Linked DNA regions of Sus scrofa: regions 1 and 3 are each linked to region 2. Evidence: chromatin contacts called from public HiChIP or PLAC-seq data. All regions are on one chromosome and are shown on one strand. The core of a region is the stretch at or near the end of the contact, and the rest is flanking DNA. Distances in the headings are between cores, read along the strand shown. Region 1 overlaps ALS2 (alsin). Region 2 holds the start of ALS2CR12 (amyotrophic lateral sclerosis 2 chromosomal region candidate gene 12 protein). Region 3 overlaps ALS2 (alsin).

Region 1 (3,584 bases), core at 918-3,417, 360 kb after region 2:
TTGCCCTGAGCTGTGGTGTAGGTCAGACACAGCTTGGATCTGGCATTGCTGTGGCTGTGGCGTAGGCCAGCAGCTACAGCTCTGATTGGACCCCTAGCCTGGGAACCTCCCTATGCCACGGGTGCAGCCCTAAAAAGATAAAAGACAAAAAAAAAAAAAAAAAAGAAAAAAAAAGAAAAGAAAAGAAAAGAAAAAAAAAGTGGAAGATTAGTAGAAAGAAGTTTCCAACCTTTCCACTCAGGGTCCAATCATCTGAAAATTCTCCCTCATAGATAGTGTCATCTTCAGAAAGTAAAACTCCATTTCCCTATGAAGAAAAAGAAAAAAAATCACAACATATAAAATGCAGAGTAACTTGGAGTTTTTACAGCCACATCTCCCAAAGCGCTACATTATCCTAAAAGACAAAAAAAAAAAAAAAAAAAAAAAAAAAAAAATCGGGCTAGGAAGGTAGATTATTACTTAAAATGTGATTAAAAAGAACACAAAAGTTTTAAAAAGTCAACAGTAACTAGGAGTTCCCATTGCGGCTCAGAAGTAATGAACCCAACTAGTATCCATGAGGATGAGGGTTCAATCCCTGGCCTTGCTCAGTAGGTTAAGGATCCGGCATTGCGGTGAGGTGCGGTGTAGGCCTCAGAGACAGCTCAGATCTTGCATTGCTATGGCTTGTGATGTAGGCTGGCAGCTGCAGCTCTGATTTCACCCCTAGCCTGGAAATTTCTATATGCCATGAGTGCGGCCCTAAAAAGATGGGGAAAAAAAAAAAGTCAACAGTTAACTGTAAGCAAAATATCCCACTCACCATCATTTTATTGAGGTGAAAGTTGCCTTCATAGTACAGTCCAAACTGGGTAACTACCACACCATTCCCTTGACAAGCATCATCTTGCCACATTCCCATATACTTCTCTCCTCTGCAGAGAAATAGAAAAAAAGAAAAAAGAAATTAAAAAAATCAATGATGATAAAGATGAGGTAGGGAAAAAAAAAAGTTACCACATGGGGGATATCAGGCATTACTCGAGGTTGGTATCTTTTCCATTTCTCTGCTTGAAGCAGTTAACTGTCCCCTCAATGGGGACAATGTGACTGCAAAATACATCCTACACAGAGCAATGTTCTCTCTGGAATTTAACATTATAGTCTACCAGATATAGATCTGGAAACACTCCCAGTACTACCTTTGAAAACTTTAAAATACATAACTGCAAAAAATGAATGCCAAGAATTCAGCTTTAAATCATATCACTCAAAATGTAATAGGGAGACTCAAACCTATGTAGTTTTTTGTCACTCAAAAGTTTACGAACTTAAAAAAAAAAAAAAAAAGAAATTGGGTTTATCATAAAAGAAGGCTCATTCTTCAGTTACTCAAACTCAGAGAAATCTTACTAATCTCCATTAAAAGGAAAAAATTAGTACAAACTGTTTATATTAAATAATCATAGAGGTTAGTGATAAGAGCAAAATTTTTAAAATTCCACATGCCGACAATAACATGAGGGGGGAAGGAATATATATTAAGTCCAAAAGCAAACCAGGCCAAACCAAATATGGAGGCAAAAGAACGACATTCCTCCCCCAAAATTTAATTAATTGAATTTAACTAAGTTTGATTCCTGAGTTTCTGGCATGGTAACAAGTCTCTGAGCTGGCAGGAAGATCTGTGTAGATACCAGTCTATGACCCCAAAAGAGAACTTCCATTGATTCCCCTGCCCCCGCCCTCCATCCCAACCCTTTACTCCTGCTATCTACTGCCTGCATGAAAGATTTTTCTTTGTGTAATAATCAAAGATTTGGTAAAAGCTTTGTTTGTGTGCTTTATGGAAACTGCTGCCAATGTTAATTCTGAATGATCCTGATCTTGTAGAGCAGTAACCTGTTGCCTGGTTCACAAGCAAAGGCATAAAATGATGCCTGATAACTCTGTCTTCTTATTAAAAAATGTTCCGAGTACTGCTGAATTAAGACATTCAGCCTTCATAAAATCATCAATGTTTTCAGAGAAGTCTAGGAACCTTAGCCTTGCACGTTAAACTGTGAGATTAGAAGCAGAATACTGTACCTAGTGATATCATCAAAGACACCATATCCTGCTTTCTTATCCATTACCCACTGGCCAATAAACATACTGGGAGAAGAGGAAGTTAATTTTCCGCTTCGTAGGAGCCCATGACCATGACGCATGTTATCTTGAAAACAGCCTTCAAACACTTCACCAGAGGCATAACTGTGGTTAGAAAGAATGGATAAAGATCACAAGCACACTGCATCCTGATACTCATTTTTACTAAGTTTAGTAAATTCCAAATTATACTCAGGTCTTGTTTGCAGCTGTAATTATTTGTTTACTTGACTATTTCTCACCAATCAACAATCTCATTTTGAATGACTGAGTCTAAAACATTGAAGATGTCCTGGGTGGTATTCCGTATTAACATCAGGAAAAAAATGTGTACTTAGTCCCTCATGGGGAGATAAAATAATGCGTGATCTCTGAAAGGATGATAGGTTTTCTCCATATTAGAATCATGTAGTAAGTATAAGATAAATTTATAAGCAAGACACTTAGAGAATTCTATGAGAAAGTTATGGTTCACAGGTTTGTACAGTTTTGTTAAGAACAAAATAATAACCTAACATTTCATCATGTGACAGACAAGAGGTTGATCTTTCAAAGAAGACTCTATACTGTTTCAGTCATAAGAAGAATAAATAAAATTTACTGCTTGGAAATTTGGGCTACACAAATACTTAGGTTTACATAATTCTTTGAAAAAGCAACACCAGCCAGTCCAGCAACCTTTCCAAAGCGATTACCTATAGACTCCTTGACCGCACATTTTTCCTTCTTTCCAATGGCCCACATAATGGTCTTCTTTATTCAAGGCTTTGTTTGGGATTCTGTATTCTCCATATCTGCCAAGGCAAATAAAAACATCTCACAATGCATTGAGGACATAGTCACCTTTAGTATGTATACACTGGTAAACATAACAAGAACAGAGAAGAGGACTAACTACCTAGAGGAGGAAAGGGGTAAATGGGGTCTTGGTTTAAGCTATTACCTATTACCTAAGCTATATGGCAAGTCTTGGAGGGATGGGATATTAATACTGCTTCGCAGAGCGATGAGGTGTTTTAGGCCAAGTTCAAGGAAAAACAGGGAGCCTGTGTCCCAGGCCTTTTTTTTGCTGCATCGCCTTGGGTAAGTCTAGGTACCTGGCTTCCTCATCTGTGTAATAAGGGGGAGTAAATCAGATTATCTAAAGTCTCGTTTCATTCTAAAATTCTATTAAATGGAGACTAAAAGACATCATAAAATTTTATACTATCACACACACACAAAATCACCTATCCAATTTATATAATAATCTTTTTATACAGTAAAACTAATTACTTCTCTAACTTGATACAAAATATTTCACTGCCATATATTTATCATGTAAATATATTTATAGTGTTAGAAAACATGCAAGTTTATATAAAAATAATGTTGTTTGAGTACCATTGGGACAATATATCATTTAGAAGATTTTCCCTTCAACAGATTACAGAAATTAAAGAAAATTTAAAACT
Region 2 (3,418 bases), core at 883-3,382:
CTCATTCTTCTATACCCAGCCCACTTCTCTAACACTAAAGCCAAAACAAATCTATCATTTTAATTATACTTAAGGCAAATCTTTATTTATTTATTTTGGCTGCCCTGGAGACTTACGGAGTTTCCCTGGCCAGGGATCGAAACTGCACTGCAGTTGTGGGCTGTCCACAGCTGGGGCAATGATGGATCCTTAACCCACTGTGCTGCTAGGGAACTGCTAAGGCAAATCTTTAAAACAAACCTGAGATTTGTTTCTATATCATCGTGACTATGTAAATTTCTCCTCTATGAATGTACCCATTTATACTTTTAGCCAGTTTTGCATTGAAGAATATCTGATTGTTTCCTTTTTTTTTTTTCTATTACGAACAATGCCTCAGTGTACATTCTTTTGCTCTTAAAAAGTAAAAGCCTCTCCCTCCAAATACGCATGGGGATGATATGTAAAATATTTCACAGCTAGTAAGACAAGGCTATGGATCAGAGTAGCCATGGGCTCCAGGGCTGGGTGGGACAGGGTGCTGGAGGTGCCCACTCCCATTCCCAGCCACCCCCCCCCCCAGGCATTAACCCCTTACTTGCTGAATCCTGAGGAGGTCTGAGGGTGCCAGAGGAGGTGTTGCGGTAACCAAGGTGGCAGGGAGGGCATTTGAGAGCCTTGGACAATGTGTACACACAATCAGTATGGCAGTATTTCAATCTTTCAGTAAACTTGCATATGAGCTAAACATCAGCTACCTCCCTTACTCTCCCAAGAGGAAACCACTATAACAGCTTTTTGGATATCATTCCAGAAATGTTCTATAATCTTTAAAAATTTTTGCATAAATCAGACCATACTTGACACACTATATCATGCCTCGCTCTTTTTATATAACAGGATATCTAATAGGTATTTTCATATCAGCATAGATAGATCTGCTGCATTCACAATGGCTTGATTTGTTGCATTGTACGGTTCCAAGAACATAGGTGTGTGTGCGTCTTAGAGTTCTTTTTCCTCATTCTCTTCCTTTCCTGTATCTCTCCCTGATGATTTTACCTGGGGCTCAGTGCACTGACCGTGCCAGCTAGTGAGCCTGTAGTCACCAGTAAGCCAGCTGAACCTCTAGAAAGAAGAAAAAAATTATATAAAACCTCTTTTCAAAGAGCTTACCCTGGACTGCCCAAAGATTTGTTTTTCCCATGTGGTTCCTCTCCAAGGCAAGGCCCTTAAAGACCCCACAACGATACAGAGAAAGTGTTTCCCATCAACACAAAATCAGAATTCATTTTAGGTTAAATCCAGAGGTTCCAGAACTTGAGGCTTTAGTGGTCATTCCAAGTGATTGAAATGCTAGAGCAGAAAATCCACAGTATGTGTGGTGCAGAGAGACAGGCTGAAGCCAGCCAAAGGCTTTTACGAAGGCTGACTTGGAGCGTGCATGAATTTCCCTCCTAAAGACAATTCAGTACTGCAGGGAAAGTTAAACCAGAACAGAAGCTCACCCCTCCGTTCAGATTCTCTTGATTTGAGCCTCGAGTTGTGAGGTTTCTCCTTGGGGATGGCAGAGGAAGGTTTGTTTCTTTTATTGCTATGGAAACAGAACAGCAGCACCTCATTGGCTCGGACACTCTGCTCTTAAAGAGAGAAGGCTGGAGAGGCAGCCATTGAGAAATTCTCCAAGGCTGTGAGACAAGGTATGTTTAAGATACACTTTCTGGGGAAATAGAATTAAATAGCACTCCTAGGCTTAAATGGCTATGGCAGGCAGCATCTGTGATGGATTTGAAGTTCCTCTGTTATTTGCTCACAGAAACCTAAAATGCTAAAGTAGGCACTTTCTTCCTTGAATTTCAGGCTTTGAAATCTATGAAAGTAATCCCCCGGGACAGGAGTCCTTTTCAACCAAAGGAGCTCAGATTTTTTTTCATAAGGGGAGCTGCTTCTTTTCATTATAGAAAAAAAAGCTTGCATATTAAACGCCAGTTACTTTCGTTTTTATTTTACTAAACCACCTCACTCTAAGAACTATATTTGACACATCTTATAATAAAAATTTGCACGAACTAATACCCTTATTACATACTATTCTCACCTACTTATTTTTCATCTATTTAAAATGAAAGCTGGGAGTTCCCGTTGTGGCGCAGTGGTTAACGAATCCGACTAGGAAACATGAGGTTGCGGGTTCGGTCCCTGCCCTTGCTCAGTGGGTTAATGATCCGGCGTTGCCCTGAGCTGTGGTGTAGGTTGCAGACGCGGCTCGGATCCCGTGTTACTGTGGCTCTGGTGTAGGCCAGTGGCTACAGCTCCAATTGGACCCCTAGCCTGGGAATCTCCATATGCCGCGGGAGCGGCCCAAGAAATAGCAAAAAGACAAAAAATAAATAAATAAATAAATAAATAAATAAATAAAATTAAAAAAAAAAATAAAATGAAAGCTGGGAGTTCCTGTTGTGGTGCAGCGGAAACGAATCTGACTAGGAACCATGAGGTTGAGAGTTCGATCCCTGGCCTTGCTCAGTGGGTTAAGGATTCAGCATTGCCATGAGCTGTGGTGGAGGCCGGCAGCTGTAGCTCCAATTCGACCCCTAGCCTGGGAACCTCCATATGCCGCACACGGATGCAGCCCTAAAAAGCAAAATAATAATAATGATGATAATAATAAATAAATAAGAATAAAATAAAATGAAAATTGATCATAAATCCACCAGATTGACTTCATGATTCATTGATAAGTCACCACCCAAAGCTTTTAAAACTTTGTTATAAGTCCATCCATTCATTCTACCCCACACTTATTAGCTACTGAGTACCAGGTGCGGTTGCGTGGTATGGGGAGTTAGCTCCATTCCTGCGCTCTGTAGGGCTTAGGGACTATTGGGGAAATGGACAATAAATTCACTAAAATCACAATGAAGCTTATATTAAGGGCTTCACCAGGGACTGGATTGCAGGGATTTCTGTCTAGTGTAGTGAGTCAGGCAACAGTTTTAACTAGAGAAAGAATCTGACTGGCTTTGCATATTAGAAAGATAATTTTGACTGCACCATAGAAAACCAATGGGAAGGGCCAAGACAGGAAGGAAAGAAACCAGCTAGGAGTCTGTGGCAGTTGGCACATGAGACCCCGTGGGGGCCTCAACGGAGGGAGTAGCAGTGGGGATGGAGAGAAAGAGGACACATGGGAATTGAGGGAGAAGGAGGAGGCAGTAAGGATTCCTGGGTTTCTAGCCCAAGCCATTGGGTAGGTGGTGGTGCCATTTATTGAGATGGGAAATTCTGGGGGATGAAAAGACTCAGGGAGCAGGTCATGATTTCTTGGTCTTGTTGAGTCTGAGACATCCAAGTGGTGCTGTCTGTTACAGAGTTTGTTCCATGTTTGGGGAGTTCCAAAGAAGAGTTTGGGCTAGAAATACTTCAGGAGTCTTCAGAG
Region 3 (3,540 bases), core at 206-2,705, 340 kb after region 2:
GATGAATTATGTTTCTCTTAGAACTGAGACAGCTTAACATCATTTGAAAACTTTTTAGTGAATTTCAAGTTTTTCTTTGTCCACTTCCACAGTTATCTCTGTTTTTCCCTCTTAAGTTAGGATCAAAGACATTTAGTAAACTTACCTTTATGAGACAAATGTGGAATTTGTTTATTCCAAAAATCAAAACAATTCCTAATGGAAACATAAAGTGTTTAACATAAACAAATCTTTGTTTTGGTCCCTTTCCAGTAATGGGCGGGTATATTCTGGTAGGAAGCAGCAGTGAGAAGTAAACGCTCCCTAAAGTGACATTACAACTGGTATACAATTAACTAAGGCCTCATATTTCTAGCCAAAATTTTAAATCCTCTTGTTTTCCTTCCCTGAATCTGTGTAGGGGAAAAAATTTAACCTGTAACTATCAAAATATGTCTTTTATTCAAAGAAATAATACTAGTATTTCTTTTTAAGACTCTTGTCCTCAGCTTATTAGGGTCTGAAAATTAATTTGTTCTTTGTCAGCAAAGACACTATTATGTTTATGTTTAACTAATTATTAGCTTTTTAGGGCCACACCTACGGTATATGGAAGTTCCCAGGCTAGGGGTCAAATCAGAGCTACAGCTACCGGCCTACACCACAGCTACAGCAAAGCCAGATCCGAGCCACATCTGTGACCTACACTGCAGCTCACAGCAATACCAGATCCTTAACCCACCAAGTAGGACCAGGGATCAATCCTGCATCCTCATGGATAATAGTTGGGTTCATTACTGCTGAGCCAATGGGAACTCCCACGTTTATGTTTATTTTAGAGAGATCTCTAAAACCCCAGTGGGATCTGAGGCCTCTACAAAGAGGCACAGATTCCAATGCAGGGAAACCTCATCCACCCCAAAAAACTAAACTTGGGTTTCTTTTAAATTTTTAGGCTGCCCTGTTTCATTTCTTTTGCAATCATAAAACAACCTCGTAAAGATGAACATCTTTTATTATGAAAATTGCTGTTACATTACAGCCAACATTCCGAAACAGTATTTTAATAAACACTTGTCTTGATTATAAAGTAGAGCAGAAACCATGATCCTTTTTGAAAATTGATTAACATCTGCTGATGTTAACATAAAGCAGGAGAATACTCCGTACGCTCACTCTGGTGTGGAGGAGATGAGACGGGAAGAGCACCTATGTTATCTCAAACAGCTACTAGTGTTACTTGAACAATGTAAACCAACCACTTATAACAGGACATTCAAAAAAAAAAAAAAAAAAAAAAAGGCCCAAAGCGAAACACTAGAAGGTTAAAAGATCGAGGGGTCACAACACTTTTGATAGGGGAAAAGCCAAAGCGTGTTTCCTTTTCCTTCCCCTCTGTGAGTTCAGTGCGAGGTATGGGGAGGACCACAATACCAGGTCAAGGACAGATGCGGTTCTTGCTTCCGTATTTCCCAGTCTCTAGTCCTGCTCCGAACATAGCCTGCATGCCGAAGCTCTTCAGGCTCTCATTCACAGGCCTCGGGATACAGCGTTTGCACATGGATGAATGGGGTTCCGTAGCAGCTCAGAGCCAGTGTCAGAATTCCAGTGTATTCACTCTGTAGCCTTGTAAGGAATCCAAGAACAAAATTCCTACGTACTTTCCTAGTCAGGAGGCAGAAGGCTCCTATTTGGACGTGCTCCATGCTGGGGGTTACGGTGTGGTACTAACGGCACAGAACCTCTCCCATCATGAATACCCTGGTGGAAAAGCTTAAAAAAGTTAAAACTGCAGTTTAAAAGTTCCTCTTTCCCCTCCCTCAGCAAAGAAGAAATGGTGCACACATGACTGCAAGGAATTGAGGAAGGCAGAGTGTGGCGACTGTAGTTTCCAGTACAATCTGCTCCTTGCAAAGGGTCTGGGGTAACTGCAGGCAAACCGGAAGCTCAAAAATATTCATTCACTTCCTTAATAGAAGAAGCTATACTGAGAGTTTTTTCTTACAACTTCATGAGCTGGCATACTCTTTACTGTAGGAAGGGAGAGCCTCTTTTTTTCAACAGTAGATGCATATTTGGGGAACTTAACGTAGGCCAGGGACTAAAGTCGATCTGATTTCTTCCTCCTTGTCAATCCTCCCCTTCAACTACTTTTAGTCTGGGCTCAGAGCTCCAATCATTAGCAAGGCTCAGAAACAACAACCAAAATAATACAACGTCCTCATTTCAACACCATTCTTTGTTTGCCACCACAGGAAGATGGCAGATGGTGCTAAAACACTCTGAATAGATAATCCAGTTGTCAAGCTGTTATGCAGCCTAGTTAAGCTTCTCACGCTGGATCTGGTAGTAACATGCCTGAAAAAAAGTTCACAACCATTTCAAACTTACTTGAAAAGAAATTACATAAACATAACAATGCACATGAGACCAAGAACAGAAACTCCTTATGAATACTGATAGCTCAACAAAATCAGGTGCTTTCATTTCCCTGTTTCTGCCGGTCCTCCTCCCCAGCCCATGTCTATTTTTCCGAGTTATAATTAGTAGAGCTAAAATTTCGTAAAATTCCCTCTAACTCTAAAACGGACAAAAAAATTTTTACAAGCTGTATAATATTCTTCATTAAGCAGAAATACCTTAATTTGCTAAGCCACTATTGAACAGACATTGAGCATATGTTGGTGATCAGTTTAATGTATACAAACGACTGTAATCAAAATCACCCAGCATGTTTGATAACCACACTGGTTGAGATTAAGCATCATTCCAGACCTACGGAGTCAGAATTTCCAGGAATGCATTTTGAAGAAGCATCTCCAAGTGATTCTGAAAGTATCCAGGTTTGGGAGTTACTCTTACACAAAGAACACCTCATACAAATAATACACAATATTTTCCATTCTTTAATTTCTTGGGATAAATCTCCAGGATTAGGACACTCAAACTCTACCAACATTTTTGAGGTTGTTGATATAAGTATTAATAACAATTGTTTTTTTCAAAAGGTGACTGCTGGAGTTCCCATTGTGGCTCAGTGGGTTAAGAACCTGACATAGCGTCTGTGAGGATGAGGGTTGGATCCCTGGCCTTGCTCAGTGGGCTAGAGATCTGGTGCTGCTGCAAGCTGCAGGGTAGGCTGCAGATGCGGCTTGGATCTGGCACTGCTGTGGCTGTGATGTAGGTCGGCAGCTGCAGCTCTGATTCAACCCCTAGCCCGGGAACTTCCATATGCTGCAAGTGTGGCATAAAAAGGAAAAGAAAGAAAGAAAACAAACGAAACCAAAACGGTGATTGCTATTTATTCCATTATCGGCAATGTGGGACTGATTCTGACTTCACTGGGTATAATTCTGTAACATTTTTGCTAATTGAGCAGAGACGAAATGACGCCTTCTTTAAATTGGCAGTGAGGTTGAGCATCTTCCTATATATAAATGTATTAAAATTCAGTTTCTTCCTTGGTGATATGTTTAGAGATGCTCTTCATATAACAGAAATACTAATAATGTAAGTTATTGGTAGCCAATATTTTCCCCAGTGGCCCCCACCTTTTTCAAG

The links. HiChIP or PLAC-seq counts read pairs in DNA pulled down with a chosen protein or histone mark.
Region 1: a contact with region 2 is called in an H3K27ac HiChIP or PLAC-seq map of alveolar macrophages. The contact joins the enhancer-like site here to the promoter of ALS2CR12 in region 2. A contact is called at or near these places in 4 of 47 Hi-C or Micro-C datasets (heart right ventricle, retroperitoneal adipose tissue, skeletal muscle and 1 more) and 2 of 2 datasets of contacts at active chromatin or transcription factors (alveolar macrophages and skeletal muscle).
Region 3: a contact with region 2 is called in an H3K27ac HiChIP or PLAC-seq map of alveolar macrophages. The contact joins the enhancer-like site here to the promoter of ALS2CR12 in region 2. A contact is called at or near these places in 1 of 5 promoter capture datasets (fetal liver), 4 of 47 Hi-C or Micro-C datasets (heart right ventricle, retroperitoneal adipose tissue, skeletal muscle and 1 more) and 2 of 2 datasets of contacts at active chromatin or transcription factors (alveolar macrophages and skeletal muscle).

Annotation. Positions count from the first base shown.
Region 1 is chr15:105,345,609-105,349,192 of Sscrofa11.1, forward strand. ALS2 (alsin) reads right to left here. Exons shown (of 34, transcript XM_021076185.1): 20 at 2,826-2,924; 21 at 2,071-2,235; 22 at 806-917; 23 at 230-307. Among named protein-coding and RNA genes, the nearest start is that of MPP4, 27 kb to the left of the region's middle. Within about 2 kb of position 2,168, at least 5 of the 83 cell types and tissues checked have an H3K27ac peak or open chromatin away from gene starts, as enhancers often do. A contact at or near this core is called in alveolar macrophages, where this site is marked.
Region 2 is chr15:104,984,218-104,987,635 of Sscrofa11.1, forward strand. ALS2CR12 (amyotrophic lateral sclerosis 2 chromosomal region candidate gene 12 protein) reads right to left here and starts at 2,133. Exons shown (of 15, transcript XM_021075448.1): 1 at 1,156-2,133.
Region 3 is chr15:105,327,741-105,331,280 of Sscrofa11.1, forward strand. It overlaps ALS2 (alsin), which reads right to left. Exons shown (of 34, transcript XM_021076185.1): 34 at 977-2,337. The coding sequence ends at 2,299. Among named protein-coding and RNA genes, the nearest start is that of MPP4, 9.6 kb to the left of the region's middle. Within about 2 kb of position 1,456, at least 12 of the 83 cell types and tissues checked have an H3K27ac peak or open chromatin away from gene starts, as enhancers often do. A contact at or near this core is called in alveolar macrophages and retroperitoneal adipose tissue, where this site is marked.